Regions from separate parts of the Zea mays genome. Here region 2 is linked to region 1. The links are chromatin contacts, called in public Hi-C maps. All regions are on one chromosome and are shown on one strand. Each heading gives the region's core, a stretch centred on a gene start, on an enhancer-like site or on the middle of the called end of the contact. The rest is flanking DNA. Distances are from core to core; before and after follow the strand shown.

Evidence for each region. A called contact is a pair of places that touch in the nucleus more often than the background predicts.
Region 2: a contact with region 1 is called in a Hi-C map of leaf, with 2.7 times the contacts expected there. The contact joins the promoter of LOC100502409 here to the promoter of LOC100384108 in region 1. A contact is called at or near these places in 2 of 25 Hi-C or Micro-C datasets (endosperm and leaf).

The regions. Positions count from the first base shown.
Region 1 is chr9:161,398,148-161,402,234 of Zm-B73-REFERENCE-NAM-5.0, forward strand. LOC100384108 reads left to right here and starts at 2,433. Exons shown (of 12, transcript NM_001362244.1): 1 at 2,433-2,949; 2 at 3,734-3,793; 3 at 4,060-4,087. The coding sequence starts at 2,840.
Region 2 is chr9:161,688,876-161,693,020 of Zm-B73-REFERENCE-NAM-5.0, forward strand. It overlaps LOC100502409, which reads right to left and starts at 2,216. Exons shown (of 50, transcript XM_020543813.3): 1 at 1,966-2,216. The coding sequence starts at 2,064.

The DNA.
Region 1 (4,087 bases), core at 1,183-3,682:
TAGACCAGTCACCTCCTCTGATTTTCCTCCCTAGATCTCGTTTGGCTCTAATGATCCCAAATCTCATCACCACCAGCACGTGCTCCCCCTCCAAATCCCATCAACACAACCCCCAAATCTTGTCAACCCAAATTCCCCTCCTCAAATACGATTTTCTTAGGCAGCCCCTAGACAAGGTCCCAACGCGAGTGACGTCGCGCAAGTCACCGATGCGAGTCCCTTGGCGTGGTAGTGTGGTACGACACTGGCGTAGGCCCCTAGCATTGACAAGCTGGCAAGGCAATAGGCTCAAGGCACGACGGCTACTCTATGGAACCTGATGAGGACATCCTCCACTATTACTCGTTCACAAAGACACAATTTATCCCAGTTGGCCCAATTGTAGTCGGGTGGCGACCGTGTGAGCCTCAAAATTATCCTACCTTGCTTAACTTGAAAAGAGGAAGCCACCTTAAAAGGGAGAGCCGCCCTTCCCCCATCAGGCTAGTCTTTTGGGGCAATTGGGACTTTCTTTGAGTTGGATGTGCTTAATTAAATGTTGGGCTTCGGGCAACCCTAATTTGTTGGGACTCGGCCAACCCCACCTGGCTGGGTGTATTATCTGGTATCAGAGCTAGGGCCCATTTTAAAAAGGTGGGAATGATGAGAACATCATCCACTATTACCCGTTGTCAAAGACACAATTGACCCAGTTGGTCTAATTATAGTCTAGCAATGACCGTGTAAGCCTCAGAATTATCCTACCTTACTTAACTTGGGATGAGGAAGCCACCTTAAAAGGGAGAACCACCCCCATCAAAACCTTTTCTTAAGTTGGTTGTGCTTAATAAACTGCTGGGCTCTAGACAACCCTAATTTGTTAGGTCTTGGCTAACCTCACACTGGGTGTATCATAACCTAGCAAGGTTGCTCGTTTATCGGCAACAATCTAGCTGTTAGGGAAACACGAGATCAGCCGGTGGCAATGTCGAACCAGATTTCGACTTTGAGCTCGAGATGGACAACACGTGGATGCGCACCATGTGTTCTTCGATGTAATGCTATCAAGAGGAAAGAGACTTGCGCTCTAATACGTTTCCTTTATTTTCCTATTCATCCCTAGTACATAATGGATGTCTTATCCTGACCAACACATTTTCTTTATCCGGTTTAAACCAAACAATAATAGATGTTTTTTACCGTGTTCCTTCAAAATAGAAAAATTATACCAATACAATTTCTGCCAACACTTTTACTTTGCTCACTCTACTCTATTTCTTTGATAAGTTTAAACTTGGCTCTGCTCATGATCTCATCTGGTTATTTTGTCTCACAAAACTTTTTCTCAACAAGAAACAATTGATGACAATGATGATCTTCTACAGAAAATTAGAAGGATCTACCCTCAAACTAAAAGCAAAAAATGCTGCATGATATAACCCAAAAAGTCAAATTAAAGTAGTAGACTTTAGAAGTCCTTTTGACTAGTACAATATTTCTATAACTTTTGTTTACTTGAACACCAATAATGGTGCATCTTTTGATGTATATAAGTATGTAGCTATATGGTGTCAATCTTATGTTATAAACCAACAAAACATAAGTAGTAATCTCCAGCAAATATTTCCGTTAGTATTTTGCAATTGAGTTACTAAGGTAGGATGTATTGATGTCTCTATCCCTTTAAGGACACTCTTATGTCCAACATTCATCTTTTTTCTACACATAAATATTGTGCAGCAGCGTGACAACGCCGCACGTCGTTTTCTAGTTCACGTTAATTTGAGGTATTTTTCTTATAGAAGCAATTTTAAAAAAGCATGCTGAAAAGTGAAATTTTTAGTTATTACAGAAGTTAAAATAATTGGAGCAATAATACCTTGTGTGTTGTCCCTCTCCGGCACACTCTCATGTCTCGTGATCTCGTTCGCACGTCCATCACATCCATAAACTAATTATGACAACTAAAATCTATATGTAAACCAAAAGGGACAATAATACCTTATAGGTCTGTTTGGTTGGTTTTTCTCGCCAACCTGGTTGTGTGAGCTAGGATCACTGGAGCCTGGCTCTGGAGATGCGACCAATCTGCTCGTATCTGGTGAGCCTGGCTCAGGGTGCTTTAAGGATCGTGTGAGCCTGGATCCAAATCTACATGCAGACAACCAAACACAGAGCTCGCACGCGCATAGCCTGCCTCACAGCAACCAAACAACAGCTACCCACATCCTGTAATACAAGCGCGCGCAGATGCAGACAACCAAACATACCCATTGTGTTGCTTCTCCTCCTCGGGCACACTCTCGTGCGCGCCCACCACGCCCACAAATTCAGCTACTCTTGTCCTGACGATCACGGCCACGGAGGGAGGGAGAGTCAACGGTCAGTGCGGGGGCTATGGTTTGCTTTCTTCCCCCGAGCGCAAGCGCAACCCCCGCACCAAACAGACAACAGCAGTACAGCAGAGCAAAGCAAAGAGGAACACCATTTCCCTTGCCTGCTTGCCAACCCACCACCACCACCACCACCACCCACGAAGGCAGCAGCAACCCAGCACCACCGATCCATCCATCCACTCGTCATTCCTCCGCCCCGCCGCTCGCCTTCACCCATCTCCGACCCCGCTCCGCCACCAAACCCTAGGCTACCAGCTCTTCCCACCCCGTGTGCTCCGCTCCCCTGAGGGCGGCTCGCGCGCCATTTCTCCGCTCGATTTCCTAAAACCGTACTCTCGGATTCGGGATCGGGCCGCGACGGGGCCTCCTCTTGCTCTCGCTCTTCCGTCCGGTCGGCCGCTGAGGACAATAAAGGAGGTTGCGCTCATGCCGGGGGCGCCGCTCAGGTGACTTGCTGGGGGGCCATGCATAGGTACTCCAGCAACAGCGCTGGGTTCAGCGGTGGCAGGGACGGCGCGAGGTTGGAAGCCTCGCCCTTCTCGTCCTCCTCCTCTGGGTACCCTGTCAGCTCCAGGTGACACTCCAACCCCCGCTCCCTTGTTTCCCTGTCCAATTTGATCTGCATGGTCAGGCGTTTTAAACGACGGCTGCCATTGGTAACTTATTTGATTAGTGTAGTTGCTGAGTAGGCACTGTGGCACGACGCAGTAACCCCTTCGGAGTTCGGATTAGGCAGTCACCTCTTTCGCAACTGTAATGCCAGGTGTCCTTGTTCGTGCGTGCAGACATCTTCAAGGCTATTTTGTCAGCAGGATTTGTGTTTCATCCTCGAAATAGAAACTGCTATCCATCTCTGCCCTCAATAAAGTAGCCTGTCACAGACCGTTTTATTTTTAACAAGTGGAAAGTCCATTCTATGAATGAACATATATAGCTTGGAATGCGCGCATTGTTCTCTACTTGCTTCGTCCTCTGAATAACTTCCGTGTTGAACATTTCCGCTTATTTCATATCATAATCACATGATGCAACCACCTATGCGAATGCATTCCCTGTGGATACATTATTTCAAAAGTCTGAATGGCATGCTCATCACTGTTAGTCTGTTATTTCTGTTCACATGTTTTGTAAACTTCCCATGTCTACCATATAATAACTAGAAGATATGTATCACTTGAAGTTAGATATAATTGTGCCACATTCACTCGCTTGTTTGGAATGAGGTGCTGTGGTGCAGTAGGAAGTAGTATCGACCTCACTTCCAGTACTCTATTTCTTGTTTATATTTTGCTTGTGCATTTTTCTTCCCACAGTGGTGATTCTGATATCTTTTTCTCCCTAACACCCCTGTCTTTCAGGCGGCAGCAGCAGCTAGTTCCATACAAGCTAAAGTGTGACAAAGATCCACTTAATAACAAGTATGTCTAACTTATCGACCAAAGCCACTTCACATCAATGAGAGAGCTAACGACTCTTCTCCTATTTGCATGTTTTTTTTTTAATCTCAGACTGGTTATGATTCTCTTCCTTTTTTTGGCCACCCCTATCAGCTTTGACATGATATCTGCTTATAAAACGACGATTTCATATATTGTTCTTCTATTTATAACTAAGAACTGTTGATTTGTCCCACGATATGGTTTCGTTGGATCCTTGTTGCTCCTTTTACATGTCTCTTCTGTAGGCTTGGGCCACCTGACTTCTATCCACAA
Region 2 (4,145 bases), core at 966-3,465, 290 kb after region 1:
GTCTCGGACAGGAGGACAGCCCCGAGACCAGCCTCGGCCAAAGGTCACGGGGACCGTGGAGACGTGCGCATTAAATGCGACGATTCGGATATCTACTCCATGTGACGCCTCGGTCAAACAGGGGACGATGGGACCGCGGTCCCATCTACTTTTACCGACTACGATGACGCACGCCCACGAATAACGAACACTGCTCCCCCACTCCAGCCACTATTCTCGAACAAACTCTGGATGGGACATGCACGCGTCTGGGCACAGCCTCACCCTCGGGAGAGAACTCTGCCTTGCCCGAAGACGGCTTCAGCCTCAGGAGAAGTCTCTGCCTCGCCCGAGCATGACCTCGGCCAACTACCCTGGCAGCAGCCAGCAGCCATCAACTCCCCGTGAATCCCACAGGAGGCCACTCCGGCGACTGTTCTAACTACTCCCCACACGGCCGCATGCCCTGGCACAGGTCCGACCATGGCCTCGGGAGGAACCTCCGCCTCGCCCGAGCATGGCCTCGGCCTAGATAACATCGACGAAAGGACGCCTGACGCCACCAACTCCTCCGCAGAGACATCTGACAACGGGATGACTACAGAAACTACAGGGTTGGTGACAAGTATGCTTTACACCATACGGGACGACTTACCATGTGCTTTTCACCATACTTATCACTATTCCAACAACTACCACTCGGACAACACATCCACAAAATAGGCTCGGGTATGCATCCGAGCACTGATCCTGGCCTCGTCTCTCTGCTCGGTCAAAATGTGAGATACAAGGGTCGGACGTCCTCCCCCTGATCCAAGACAACCGCGAGGACAAAGGTCATTCCGGTGGCCATGCTGCTACAGGGGCTCGAACTCGCCTCCTCTCCCATTTACGACAAACATTGGCGCTCCTGGGATCCCTCCTTAAGGCTATATAAAAGGAGTCCAGGGCTTCCAAGGGAGAGGAGAGAACACTTCACAAGTTTTCGCCTCCACAACCGATATTTGGCAATTGCCTCAATAATCTTTAGGGACTTGGGATCTACTCCCACTCTCGACTAACTTGTACCCCCTACTACAAGCATTTAGGCGCAAGATAATATAAGTCTCATCCCCCTCTGCTGGAAGTAGGGCATTCTATTGCCCGAACCAGGATAAAATTTATGTCTTCTTGCATCAACCATCTGGACCAGGGCACGCAGCACTAATTCACTAGTTGGTTATGACCATTGGGTCAAAACACCGACACCACGCCACCCTAATCTAGAAATTTGGGGCTAACCATCAGACCACATATACCTTAGTGTTTAGAAATAAACAATAATTATATTTGAATAAATATTTCAAACCTAATTATATACCTAATTATATGATATATAAAAACGGGAAAATATCCTATGCAATCACTTATCCTGGTGCAAGCATGCAATCAAGCGATCTGGTGCATCCGATCTAGATCTAATGGTAACTGTTATTTTACATTTAACCCCTCCCACCTGAAACCTAGTTTCTATTTTACATTTAACCACTTCCATATGAAACCGTTGGATCTAGACTGGATGCTCTGGATAGTTTGATTGCACGCTTGCACCAAAATGAGTGATTGCACAGGATATGTCCTCTATAAAAACCGTAGCAAAGCACGGACAACTGGCTAGTAGATTAAATACGTTAGCACAGCTAGTGAAGCCAATGAGTTTTAAAGATTCATACAGAATTTAAGCACGGTCATACGTCCCAAAAAAACTTGTTTGCAGTAATCAAGTGGATGCGAAGTTAACAACCTAGGTCGCTAGGCGCTGAACTTGTGGCCTGCAACTCTAACAAGTTTAAACTCAGAATTGACAATCTTACCGTTAGGCTAACCTAGGGTAGAACTGATCGCCCTCCACAAGGATACAAGCTACACAGACTGAGAACCGACGAATCAAAGGGAGGGGGAACGCAACGATGGCAGGAAGCGGAAAGGGTCAAGCAGTACAGATACCTGGCAGAGCTCGAGCCGAATGGAGTCGAAGTTGGAGCCGGTGGCGCATTCGAGAAGGAAGCGCAGCTCCACAGGGATATCGGCGCTGACAGGGATCATCTCGCCGGCGGCGAGAGGCGGAGGCGGGGAGCGCTAGGGCAAGGGGGGTTCGGTGGTCGAGCGAGTTCCTTTGACAGCGTCGCAAAGCAGATCCTGCCGAATAGATTGGAAAGGTTAGTTTCGATCCTCGCCCTTTGACATTGCAATGGTATGTTTTATATATATATATATGCCATTACAATATCAAATTTTTAGGTTTATTTGTTTTGCATTATAATATGCTTAGAGTATGATCTATTTAGTAGACCTTCACTTCAAAAAATTAAGTCTATTCTAGCTTCTTCTGTACAACACGATCAGCTCCACGAGATCTAACTTTAAAAAATTTTAAACTAAAAGCCAGTTTCATAAATTTTTTGAAGCTACTCAAATGGTGCTTCAAAAATAATATTTTCATACATTATCGTGAAGTTGTATAAAAATTATCTACCGTGCTATTGGTTACATGATCTACCGATTTATGTCTCTTTCTTCACTCACTAACCATCAAAGATAATTAAGAAAACTCAAACAAATTAATTGTATTATAGAAGCTAGAATTTATGTGCAAGCCAAACACTCTTGAACTTTGTCTTACTAATCTGTTGAAATTGTTTTATGGTGAAGCTAGAAACCTGAAACTATAATTCTTGAAGTGAAATCCTCTCAAACAGAACCTATATAATCTAGTGCAAATAATCTAGTGGGTAAACAAACACCTAGATTATAGGTCCAGATTGTATAATCTAAAGCCCAGATTATGATAACGTCATAATTTTCTCGAGAGTACTTTATTTGAGATTATTTTTAGCAAAAGATCCACTACTCATGGTTATATACATTAAAATTACGAAATTTGTCATCATCTCCTATATTCTATAATATGCCCGCATATCTCCCTTCACCCTCCACCCCACGCCACCTCTCACACCACCCGTCGCCTCACACCCCACCACCTGCCCACCCACCCCCCTCACACACACGCTCGCATGCGCGACCACGCCTGGCACACGCGCCCGCCTGCACTGCGCCACTACACCTCGCTCACGCCCCTATCTGGCACACGTGCCCCTCGCTCGGCTGCTGAGCGCCCACGCCTGCGCGCACACGCTTTAACTATTCTATAAGGATTGATATGAAAATGTATCATATACATCAATTGTTCATAATATAAAATTATAAAGGATCAACATCAAACAATGGTAAGTATGTCATATAAGTAAGGTCATTTGGATCTGTGGAGATGAGATATTCCATGAAGATCAAAAGTTAAAATATCATCTATTAGATAATTAGACATCAAAGGATTCAATGTACACTCAAGAGGTATGGCTTAAGGAAAGCTTGATCAAGCGAAGAAGCAAGTTCTTGCATTTAGTCAAGGGACAAATCAAGCCAGATAAAAGTCATATAAGGATGACTGATCTTTGTTGAAGATAGAGATTGAAGTAAATGAAAGGAAGTGTCAAGCCAAAACGAATATGATATAAGGAATTATGAATTGGTTTGATCATATTGATGTTGATACATATATGTTTCTATGAGAAACACTCTGAGGCTTGATTAATCTTTACACTCATATCTAGATAATATTAAAACAAGGTTCACAATATTGAAGAAATGCTTTTTAAATGGATGCTCAGTATAATGTGACTTGGAAACAACCTGATAGGGTGAATACAGGTAAGGAAAGGGCTTTGATGTATTAAGTGAAGGTGAAGGTCAAGCAGATGGCTTGTGGACCGAGGTACCATAGCTAAGGTGAAGAAGTGAGTACTTGCAAGATGTCGATAGACTAATCAGATTGTGAAGATTAATACAACGATGAAGATCACAACATTAGAGGATGTGATTAGAAGTCATCGGTTTAATTCATATGTGATTAGATGATTCAAATCATATGACATGGGGGTTGCTAGCTCAAGACAACTGAAGAAGCAAGGTCACAAGTCCAAGGAAGAGGTATCAAAGAAAGAACCTGGAAATGAATTATAGTTGTGTAAGACTTTGATAGAAATGACAAAAAGTGACAAATCTAGAAATAATCAGAATTTGGGTCATTCCAGTTATTGGACATGTTCTTGGTGACCATTGCAGCATAT